Linked DNA regions of Sus scrofa: all the other regions are linked to region 3. Evidence: chromatin contacts called from public Hi-C and HiChIP or PLAC-seq data. All regions are on one chromosome and are shown on one strand. Each heading gives the region's core, a stretch centred on a gene start, on an enhancer-like site or on the middle of the called end of the contact. The rest is flanking DNA. Distances are from core to core; before and after follow the strand shown. Region 1 holds the start of PINLYP (phospholipase A2 inhibitor and Ly6/PLAUR domain-containing protein). Region 2 holds the start of LOC106507601. Region 3 holds the start of ZNF428 (zinc finger protein 428).

Region 1 (3,664 bases), core at 879-3,378, 33 kb before region 3:
ACCTTTCTCCTGTGCTAAGGGGCAAAGGGATCACATTGCTCACTTTCCAGGTGAGGAAGCTGAGGTCCAAAGGGGAAGTGTCTCAACTCACTGCCAGTTAACTCAAGAGCAGAGTCCAGACCTGGGTCTCCAGACTCCTATGGAGGAGAGGGGGGAGGGCAGGATCACCTGGAGAACCACAGAGATGGTCTTCTCGCCCGCCTTGGCTGCACGCCATTTTCGATAAGTGTCTGCCTTGAGAAGGTTTTCTGCACAGTGGGTCTGGAGAGAAGAGTGGGAAAGGGAGAGTTTGAGATGCCAGCTAGTTCCCCAGCTCTCAGATTATTCCTTTGAGTCCTCCCAAGCCCGCTGAAATCCCCCAGATTTAAGTTTCCCAATTAATTCCCCACACTCTGCCTTGAGTCCCCTACAGCACTTTCTCCTGGAAATTAAGGAAGCTCCCCACTCCCTCCTCTCCTCTCTGGAAGTTCCATAGATGCCCAGAAGGCCTCCTATTCCACTTCTCTCCCAGAATTCCCTTACGGCTGCCAGGAAATTCCCCCGTGGCCTCCTTAGAATCCCCAGAAGTTCCTTTTTGAAAGGAAAATCAAAATGAAGTCCGTTTTGCTAAGAGAGCTCGCTAAAATGGAGCTGGGAGGCCACTGAGGAACTGTGCCCATGCAGGTCTCAGCCTGGACGGAACCTGACCTTGTGACCGCTTACTGCATTAACACAGATATCCAAAACATCTGCTAGAAACTCAAGATACTAATCCAACCTTCTCGGTAAATAACTCATGCCAGCCTATCTATTTATGGCTCCCTTACCCTAAAGTAACTCATGACAGCCTATTCTTTAAAGCTAAATGTTTCCTTACTTGTTTCAGAGTCAACTACAGTTCTCTCCAGACAACTTCAACCTAACGAGCCTTCGTCCTCATAAGCTCCTGACTCTCTTTCCCAACCCTCTTTCAGCTTTATGGGAATCTATATCTCTCGAATTGCAATTCCTAAGACTCCAAATAAAGTTCGTTGTTCTTTGCAGCCCAGATGCTGATTTCTCTTCAACACCTTTTAGACTCCAAAAGTTCTCATAGAGACCCCTCACGATTTCCTTTACTTCTTCCAACCTCCCCCCACGCCAGTCCCTCACCGAGTCCTGGCTACTGCAGGACACCACATGGCGGAGGCGGATCTCCGGCATGTCAGCGCCGTGGGCTTCGCCTGGCCAGAAAGACGCAGGAGGGTCTGAGTTTAGGGGGCGGACAGGGGGTGCTCCCTGCGCGGGCTTAACTGCGCAAGCGCGCGAGGCTCGGGCCTTTCAAACAGCGGCGCGCCGGAGGTCGCGTCAACACTGCGCAAGCCCAGTGCGTCTCTCCAGCCAGAGGCCAGAGGCGCTGTTCCCTAGCAACGAACGAGCTGTTCCCGCCTCCCTCAGGCCAAACAGCTCTCTAGCCCCTCCTCCCAGTGACGTTCACACCCAGCGTTCGGAGAGAGAGTCTTGCTACCCGAACGGCCTCGGGTAGTGGGACCCAGAAGAAATTCGCCATCCTCACCGCCCAAACTGAAGCCCGAAAAGCAAGAGGGCAGCAAACCTGAGCAGATCTTTGCAGGGATCTGCAACCGGATCCCCTCAGCGGTTGCTGGCTACTCCCTTGCCGCCGCTCCCCCGCCCCGCCCAACACACAAGGAAAAAAAATCTCGGACCTTTGAAAGTTATGCCTGAGGCCAAGAGAGAGTGGGTAAAGGACCTAAATAAAACCCAAAGCACGTGCCCAAGGCAGACACACAAGCAGCCTCGACGGCTCCCAACCCTGCCTCAGTTGTCCAATATGACCTGTGGGCATCCGTCTCGTAACACGCCCATCCCTGCCGGTTGACAGGCACCCATCTGTTCGGTCCCCACGAGACCCAGAAGCGCATCTTCGGGTGGGGTTGGAGCTGGAGAGAGCCTTAACACAGAAAAGGGAGTATGAACCAAGCGTGCCAAGAAAGGAAGGGAGACTAGGCGCCGGCGCCTCTGCAGAACGAGCCTGGACAAGGTGGGCGCTCCCAGCTAGGGCCCCGCCCACGCTGAGGACCTCCCTGGGAAGAGAGAGAGAAGGGAGAGGGCATCTCAGTCCTTCCAGCCGCTCTATCCTACAGGGAATCTAATGTCCAGATTCTGATCTTGGGCTTCAGGCCAGAAAATAAAAGGTCGGGGAAGGATCGGTGGGAAAGGGAAAAAAGAGGGAAGTGCCCGTCTGAGTCCTGATGGAAGAAAGGCGATGGAGGCCCAGACTCCTGGGGTCCGGGCGGAGGAGGGGGCTGGGCACCAGATGCCCATGTCCCTTTTGGATTCTGGTTCTGTTTCTCCTACCCAGAGGTGCAGAGGCCTGCCCCCAGATCTTACACATCAGCCACTTTTCACCCTAGGGGTAAGTTGTGTCCAGACCCACCCCTCCTCAGTTTCCCATGAGCTGGGGTCCTGGAACTGCAGGCTCACTCACCCAACATGAGGACTTCCGTGAAACCTGAGACCTTCCTGCTGGCCTCTGCCCTGCTCTGCACCCTCCTGGGTCTGGGTGACTAGGGGCCTGGACTTCTGGGACTCCAGGAAAGAAGACTGACAGCATTCAGCAAGGTCCTCCAGGGGGAAAGAGTCCGAAAATTCAGATTCATGGTGAAAGCAGAGGGTAAAGGAGAGAAAGCTTGGGATCCCAGAGGAGGAATAGCTCAAAAACTTGCATTTGAATCCCTGAGAAAGGAGTGGGGGTGGGTGGGCTCTGAATCCTCTGATCCCTGGGGGAAGGCACTCAAAATAAGGTATCTGGGGAGTTCCCGTTGTGGCTCAGCAGGTTAAGAACCCAATTAGTATCCATGAGGATGCAGGTTTGATCCCTGGCCTTGCTCAGTGGGTTAAGGATTCTGGTGTTGTTTCGAGCTGCGGTGTAGGTTGAAGATGTGGCTCGGATCTGGCACTGCTGTGGCTGTGGCACAGGCCTCAGCTGCAGTTCTGATTCAACTCCTAGCCTGGGAGCTTCCATATGCCTCGGGTGTGGCCCTAAAAAGACCCCCAAAAATAAATTAAGACCCATTTGAATTCTAGAAAATCAGATCAGAGTATGACCAGAAAGGGAATTTTTTTTTTTTTTTTTTAATGGTTGGAAAGGGAGAGATTTCCTTTCTCTCAGGACTCTACGGAGTTCTGGTCCCCAATCCCCTTCTCTCTTAGATGCAGGAGTTCAAGAAAACTCCACCTTCCTGAGGACCCAGGTGTCTGGGCCCCTAGTTGCCTCCTCTCTCACGACCAAGGGGTCCATGCCCTTGCCCTCCTGGCCCTCACCCCTCCTTCTTGACTGGGGGTGCAGACCTACGGAGGGTAACTAAAAGGAAGAGGCCCACATCTGAGAACCACTTGGATCCGAAGGTTCACAAAAGTCCATGCAAATCTTCTTCCCCAGCTCCCCCACTCCCCATCCCAGTTCCCAAGCTTTCTCCAAGGACCCTAGCGTCCAAAGCCCCCAGCCTTGTAGTTTGGGAAACTTGCCCCAGGTAGAGTCGCTTCCCGTCCCTGCAAGAGCTTCAGACAGTTCCCTGGACAGAGGTCAGTGCCCCGCCCATGAACGATCTGGAGGCTGTGAGGTGTGTACAGGCTCCGACTCACCTGCGGTGGAGATGTGAGGACTTGCGACGCCGACCGGGAC
Region 2 (3,460 bases), core at 500-2,999, 45 kb after region 3:
ACTCCTCAATCTTAAGTTTCTTATTTAGACACAGTCTGGTGCGCCACAGACTTGAGATGTATCCATGTTAATACTTGGAACCTTAGTTCCTTCCTTTAAGCTGCGGTGGGTTATAATATGTGACTATGCCATGTTTCTCCTCTGCTGACCACTGACTTCAGGTTCTTTCCTGTTTTTCATATCACAAACATACTGTTAAGAACTTTTTTTTTTTTTTTTTTTTTGGTCTTTTTAGGGCCACACCGCCGGCATGTAGAAGTTCGCAGACTAGGGGTCAAATCAGAGCTGTAGCTGCCGGCCTACACCACAGTCACAGCAAATCCGGATCTGAGCTTCCTCTCTGACCTACACCACAGCTCAAGGAAAGGCCAGATCCTTAACCCACTGGGCGAGGCCAGGGATCAAACCACACCTCATGGATCCTAGTTGGGTTCGTTTCTGCTGGGCCTCGATGGGAACTTCCCTTGTCAGATTTTTAAATGCTTGTCAACCTGGTGGGTCTTGAGTCTCATTGTCTTTTTGGTGCGCATTTCCCTGATTTTTTGCTAGATAAGGTTTTTCAGTCACTCGCATTCGCATTCCCTGCCTGGAGGTGGTGGTGGGGGCACTGGGGGAGCTCACCTTCCCTGGTGTGCAGGATCGTGGTCCTGCAGAAGTCCTGGCCAGGGGCACATTCTTCCACTTTGCAATTCCCGGTCCTCTTGCAGAGCATGCATTGCAGGCCCCAGGAGGCTGGGGCAGAGGGAAGGAGAGTGTTATTTCTCAGCACCAGGATCCCCCTCTCGCCTCCTTAAGCCCTAACACCTGGGACCAAGTCTCCAGGCCTCGTGCCCGCCCCGGGGTTCCAGCCAGCTGTACTTCGAGCCTATCTTTAGGCCAACGTCCTAACCCCGCGCTCTACCCTGAAGACCTTTCCCCGACTACAGGTCCTTCCAAGGCCCTGCTCTCGCTCATTTCCCCTTTAATTCTGTCGGCGCCGGGCCCATCCTGAAAGTCTGATACCCCAATGTCTCTGCGCGTGTGGACGTTCTAGCCCAGCTCCCTTTTAGGTCCTTTCCTCCACCCCGCCCGCCTTCGGTCTGTTTGGCCTCGAGAGCTCTTCTAGGGGTGTTTACCCTCACCGACACCAGCGGATTTTTACTTTCTTTCTTTTTTTTTTTTTTTTTTTTGTCATTTTTTTGCTATTTCTTGGGCCGCTCCTGCGGCACATGGAGGTTCCCCGGCTAGGGGGTCGAATCGGAGCTGTAGCTGCCAGCCTACGCCAGAGCCACAGCAACGCGGGATCCGAGCCGCGTCTGCGACCTACACCACAGCTCACGGCAACGCCGGAACCTCGACCCACTGAGCAAGGGCAGGGATCGAACCCGCAACCCCATGGTTCCTGGTCGGATTCGTTAACCACTGCGCCACGATGGGAACTCCGGATTTTTACTTTCTACCCCGGCTCCCGGTGCCCCCCCACGACGCCCACACACACAAATTCTCCTCCCCTCCGGGGCCTCTCTTCAGCGTTCTCTCCCCATCCAGCAATCCAAGAAAACTTTTAACTTCGCCTATCAGACCTGTGGAGAGTTTAACCGCAACTGACAGAGCCAAGGGGGGAAGAGTTCCTCCCGCCCACTAGCTGCTCCGGAGATGTTAGCCCCGCCCACCGACGTCCCAACGACGCCCACTAGCTCCGCCCCGACTTTCTAACCCCGCCCACCATCTCCGCCCCCACAGCATAACCCCCGCCCCACTAGCCCCCGCCCCCAAGGCCTATCCCTTCCCCGGACCCCCACTGCGGTCCCTTCCCCATTCCAAATTCCGAGTTGCCCCGAGTCATTACTCATTCTAGGCCTCCCGCGGTCCGGAAGGCTTTCCGAGGTATTCATTACTAAACCACTTCCCAACCCCCACCCCTACTCCCGCCCCGCCCTGACAGTTCCTTCCCAATTTCCTTTCGTTTTTCAACACTTTTTACATTTTCCGGGGAAAGGAGTTGAGAGGGTCTTGTCGGCTTGAAAACAGTAAAGGCTCCTCGAAGGACAAGTTCTGGGTCCCCGAACCCTGGCTCTGCGACGCTCAGCCTCTCTTTAGACCTTTTGTAAAATGAGGCGCTGTCCTCTCTCTTTCAAGTGTGTGTGCGTGTGTGTGTGCGTGTGTGTGTGGAGGGGGGAGAAGAGAGGGCTGTGAGACGCCCCTACGGGGTCAGAATCCCACTTATTCATGGAGTGCTGTGTGACCTCAGGCCAGTTTCTTAACCTCTCTGTGCCTATTTTCTTCTTTGTGAAACGGAGTTAAAATAGTTACTGCCCGCCCAGTTGGAAATTGCAAGGAAGGAGTTTAGAAGAGTGCCTGGAATCAAGAACGCACTCGCCAAATGGTGGCAGAAGTCAAGTGCCTTTATTCAACTAATATTTCCTGAGCATCTACTGGTTGCCAGGTACTGTGCCGTGTGGGGCTGCAGATAGCAGAATTATTTGAGCATGAGAGTGGGGTCGGGGTGGGGGGGAAGCTGGATGCTAAGACCTCCTCTTCCAACTCATCAGACTTTGAGCTCTTTTCCCCTCCCCTCCCCTCCCTCTCCCTCCCCCGCCATCGGTCCTGGTCCCCGGAGCAGGGGTTCAGGCACCCAGCCCCTACCTGGAACGCAGATCTGAACCAAGAGCAGCAGCAGCAAGGGGCAGCCCATGTCCGGCAGCGGCTCCTGTTTGCCGTCTCCCTGCACTTCTCAGTCTGGCCCCAGGAAGGAGACGGTTTTGTGGCTCCGGGGGCTCCTCCCAACGTTTTGCGAAAGAAGGAGTCAGCTCCAGATGCGTGGGGCACCCCCCTCTTCCTCAAAAATTTCCCTTACCAGGGCGCGGCCAGCCCGGGGTGGGGGGCTGGCTCTACTCTGACTCATGCTGGCCGTAGTCACAGTTGTCCCCACACTGCCTGGGTGCAAATTCCAGTTCTCTTCCTGCCATGGGACTTTGGGCAAAGGACCTCACACCTCGGATTAAAACTTTTTTTTGCGATAGCAAATCTGCAGCTGATTATTAGATAATACAAGGCTTTCCTTAGTCTTGTTGGGAAGGATAACGGTATCGTGGTTATGTGAGAAATGTCTTTATCATTTAGAGCCGTACGCTGAAGTATTTGGGGATGAAATAACATCTCCAATTTACCTTAAAACACTTTAGCCAAAAAAGTAGAAAAGCCAAAAAGTTATGACAGTGGCTTTGTGGTTATGTGGGAAAATTATTCTTATATTTTACAGATGCTCACTGAGTAAGCCATGTCATCCCCTGCCACTGTGATAAGTTGTGTTAGAAGTTGAAAGACAGTGGTGTCTGCATTTACCTTGAAATACCTTGGGAAAAGGGAAAGGTAAAATAGCAAAAATATCTATCGAGGAGTTCCCGTCGTGGCACAGTGGTTAACAAATCTGACTAGGAACCATGAGGTTGCGGGTTCGGTCCCTGCCCTTGCTCAGTGA
Region 3 (4,000 bases), core at 261-2,760:
GCTGTAGCAAATCCTGCAATTACTGTCAAGAATGTGCTCCTTCCTCCTTGTCTGTCTGTCTGGAGAACGCTTACTCCCCTCCAAAGCCCACCTCAAACACAAGAACCTCTGTACTTCTGCCCACCCAAATACCACCTCTGCTTCTTCCAAGAAGCCTTCTCTGACGCCTCTCCTTCAGCAATACTCCCTACACACACACAGCTTCTTTTGTCTCCCACTGCGCTCGCTGACAGTAGAGAGCCAGGCAGAGCAAGTTATGAAGGGGCTAGCAGTCTTAGCTGCACCTCTTACATGCCATGGCCTGTGCTGGGCACTGGGTAATATGATGGAAGGTAGATGATCCCTTCAAAATCTAGAGGGCAAGTTTAATGCTAGGGACTAAAGAGAAAAAGATTAGGATTGAAGCCTGGAGGAAGCTGGGGCATGGGAAAGCTGGCATCAATGGCAGGTAAGCTTTTTAATGACACCTGGGCTGGGCTTTAAAGACAGAGAGGATTCATAACTGGCACAGGAGGGTTCTCATAATACCCTATGGCCTATAGGGCCCCATTTAATTTGGGAATTCTACTTTATGGCAGGATAAGCTTGCCAGATTTAGTAAATAAAAATATACTATGCCCAGTTAAATTTGCATTTCAGATAAAGTCTTTCAGAAATGTCCATTCCAAATATTGCATGGGACATAGGTGTATTAAACAATTCTTTATCTAAACGCAAATTTAACTGGATGTTCTATATTTTAACTGGCAACAAACCACACAGCACGGACAAAACTTCCTATTGGATTGCCAGGAAACATTGCTCTCCAGTCTAGCCTACCTTTCCCCAAGCCCACATCACACAAAGCCCCTTCCAGAGTACTCCAGATGTCAGGTGGAGGCATTCCTTGGTGCCCAAGTTCCATTCCTACAATGAATATGGCGGCCAGACTGGCTTCCACGATTTTAGAGGGGCATAAATGAGGCTCTCTCACCACCATGATGCAAACACAGTACCAAGACCCAACAATGTCCTGAGCCTACAGCAACCACCTCCCAAGATGCCATGCGTTAACATAATAGGCATCCATTCCCACAAAGCTAGGACAAGAAGGCAAGAGCAAAATCTTAAACAGGAATATAAGGACCATTCCCCACAATGCCCTGCTGTTGCAGAAATTTCCCCTAGGATGTATGGGGCCTATAATGACCACCTTCCAATGCGCTCTTCGTCGAAGCACTCCAAGTTTCCAGGATGCTCAGCGGAAGGTGTGTGACAAAAGGGACGTCTTCCCCACAAGATACTAGGATAATCCCAGAATGCACCAGGCCCATAACGACTAGCAAACAAACTCCCACAATGCTTTAGGGCAGGCCATCCCGTCTTCCCAGGATGCCCCAGGGCAGCACGAAGCCTCGTCGGAGGAGAAAAGGGAGCCCGGGTCTCGCCCTCAGGCCATCACGGCCGCTGACGACCGCGGGTGGCTCCTCGGTGACGGGAGCCGTCACTCCCATCATGCAGCGGTGCCGTAGCGCCCGCCTCCCAGCATGCCCCGCGCACCTCCATCCCGTACACTCACCCGCGCTGGCGGCCCCCAGCTCCGGCTCGGCGGCAGCGGCTGCACGCCCAGGCTTTGCGCCTGCGCCGCAAGTGGGTAGGAGGGCGTGCAAGGGGCGTGAAGAGCCTAGGGCGCTTGCGCGGCGAGATAGACCATTCCTGTCGCACAGTGGGAAGAGGGGCTTTCTGAGTTGGGCAATCGACGAACCTCGCGCCGAGGGTTCTGGGCTTTGCCCCTCGCTGTCCGGGCTTACTTGGTACAGTCCGCTGCCGGACGGAACTAGAAGCTGCAAGCCTCGCGCCTGCGTGAGCGAGCCTGAACGCGCCTAAGGCGCAAAATGGGATTTTCTGCGGGTGGGGGGCTGCCAGCTCGGCCAGGATCCTGGACCTGAGGCTTGCTCATTTGCATAATCTTAGCACGGGACCAGGGGAGGCCTCTGGCGCTGGCAAGGTTGATTTGCATATTCTCCTGAGGGGCCTTACTCCGGAGCGCAGTGATCAGCATATGCGGAGCATAGGGGGTGGGGGGCGCTGCGCCTGACCGTAGCGCATGCGCACAGGGGCTGTGGACTAGCGCGAAGTGGGTAGCGTGAGTTTAGATTAGTCAGGATTAGTTTGCATCCGGAGAGGTGGCACAAGGGACAAGACCCTTACTGACCCTTATCAACCCTCACCCCACAACCAAGATAAATATTTATTGCTCTCTTTTATGTCAGGCCCTGGGCACTGTGGTTTCTTCAGTGAACATACTCGGCCTCTGCCTCCCTGGCCCTCGAATCAAAGGAAGGAGGGTCACACATAATCAGAACCACAAGCCAGAGTAGTCAGACTGGGGGTTAAGTTGAACAGAGGAAACTGGGAACCAGAGGTGGCGCCTGCCCCAGGGAGTCTTTCTGGCGATGGAATAGCAAGAGTAAAGGCCTAAAGGCAAAAAAAAAAAAAAAAAAAAAAAAATCGCAAGATTTGACTCGAAAGCAGTTTAGTATGCCCGGAACAGAGTTAGAGAGAGGAAAGTCTCACAGGTGACATTAAGAGCTCAGATTTTACTGCTGCGTTCCAGGCTTCCTGGAAGTGACTCACATTCCAGTTTAAAACTGTCCAGTGAGATCCCACCACTTAAAAATCCAAACCCTTTATTATGGTCCAGAGGCTGTACACGTGGTCTAATCTTGCTTATCTCTGGCTTCACCAGCCTTTCTTTATCAGAGCCTATCTAGCTCCACTTCCCCCTCAAACACCCCGATCTCTTTACCATATCAGGCCTTTGCCCTTGCTGTTCTTGCCTGAAAATGCTTTGCCTCCCGACCTTCTAATAGCTACTCTTGTGCTCATCATTCATATCTTGGCACAGATGTCAATCTGACAGGCTTTCCCTGATCTAAGCTAGCACCTCCAAATTGGCTTTAGAGAAGTGAATGGGTTGCGGATAAAGCAGGATTGGTGGTGAGCTGATGGTTGTTCAAGCTGGGGTGACAAGTGTATGGAACTTCATTATCCTGCAAACTTCTGTATGTTTGATGTTTTCCATAATAGCAAGTTATAATAGTACCTCCCCACCCCCTTACTCTGTACTTTGCCTTTTTTTTGTCTTTTTGTCTTTTGAGAGCCGCACCCGCGGCATATGGAGGTTCCCAGGCTAGGGGTCTAATCGGAGTTGTAGCCGCCGGCCTACACCACAGCCCTGGCAACACCGGATCCTTAACCCACTGAGCAAGGTCAGGGATCAAACCTGCAACCTCATGGTTCCTAGTCAGCGCTGCACCACAACTGAACTCCGTCTGTACTTCATCTTAATAGTACTTATGGCAATTTGATATTAAGTTTTTTTGCTTCCTGTTTCCCTCGTGAAAGCTTTGTGAAGGTAAGACTGGAGTTACCCTTTTTCACTTTGGGTCCTTAGTTTGAGATTAATGCTAAGCTGTCTGGAACACCTAACTTTTGCCTATTGTATTCATCATGGCATCTCCAACCCTTTTAGCAACAGCTGGCACAAAGTAAGGTTAATATATTCTTGATCGAAAATTAGAATCACTCGTCTTAAATTTAGATGAATGGATGAGCTCTTAGTTGATCTGGAGGTGATGAGGAGCTAGGGAAAGATTTTTGAGTAGGGCAGGGACAGGTGTTGACAGGTCAAGATGCCGGTAATTGGAGTTCCCGTGGTGGCTCAGTGGTTAATGAATCCGACTAGGAACCATGAGGATGCAGGTTCGATCCCTGGCCTTGCTCAGTGGGTTAAGGATCCGGCGTTGCCGTGAGCTGTGGTGTAGGTCACAGACGTGGCTCGGATCTGGCGTTGCTGAGGCTGTGGTGTAGGCCGGCGGCTACTGCTCCGATTCGACCCCTAGCCTGGGAACCTCCATATGCCTCGGGTGTGGCCCTAGAAAAGACAAAAAAGACAAAAAAAAAAAAATACAACAAAAGATGTGAGTGATTGAGCTCCTTGAAGGGTGATGGCAGGGTT

What was found. Hi-C and Micro-C count contacts between places; a contact is called where the count stands out from the background. HiChIP or PLAC-seq counts read pairs in DNA pulled down with a chosen protein or histone mark.
Region 1: an H3K27ac HiChIP or PLAC-seq map of alveolar macrophages shows a contact between it and region 3. The contact joins the promoter of PINLYP here to the promoter of ZNF428 in region 3. A contact is called at or near these places in 2 of 2 datasets of contacts at active chromatin or transcription factors (alveolar macrophages and skeletal muscle).
Region 2: a Hi-C map of mesenteric adipose tissue shows a contact between it and region 3, with 2.0 times the contacts expected there. The contact joins the promoter of LOC106507601 here to the promoter of ZNF428 in region 3. A contact is called at or near these places in 1 of 47 Hi-C or Micro-C datasets (mesenteric adipose tissue) and 1 of 2 datasets of contacts at active chromatin or transcription factors (alveolar macrophages).

What each region holds. Positions count from the first base shown.
Region 1 is chr6:50,424,423-50,428,086 of Sscrofa11.1, forward strand. PINLYP (phospholipase A2 inhibitor and Ly6/PLAUR domain-containing protein) reads left to right here and starts at 2,129. Exons shown (of 5, transcript XM_021097545.1): 1 at 2,129-2,433; 2 at 2,435-2,468; 3 at 2,470-2,542. The coding sequence starts at 2,246. XRCC1 (DNA repair protein XRCC1) reads right to left here and starts at 1,308. Exons shown (of 17, transcript XM_013988646.2): 1 at 1,132-1,308; 2 at 169-261. The coding sequence starts at 1,182.
Region 2 is chr6:50,502,645-50,506,104 of Sscrofa11.1, forward strand. It overlaps LOC106507601, which reads left to right and starts at 1,750. Exons shown (of 7, transcript XM_021094484.1): 1 at 1,750-2,425. It overlaps PLAUR (urokinase plasminogen activator surface receptor), which reads right to left and starts at 2,809. Exons shown (of 7, transcript XM_003127198.5): 1 at 2,626-2,809; 2 at 622-732. The coding sequence starts at 2,674.
Region 3 is chr6:50,458,166-50,462,165 of Sscrofa11.1, forward strand. ZNF428 (zinc finger protein 428) reads right to left here and starts at 1,511. Exons shown (of 4, transcript XM_021094479.1): 1 at 1,193-1,511. The coding sequence starts at 1,313.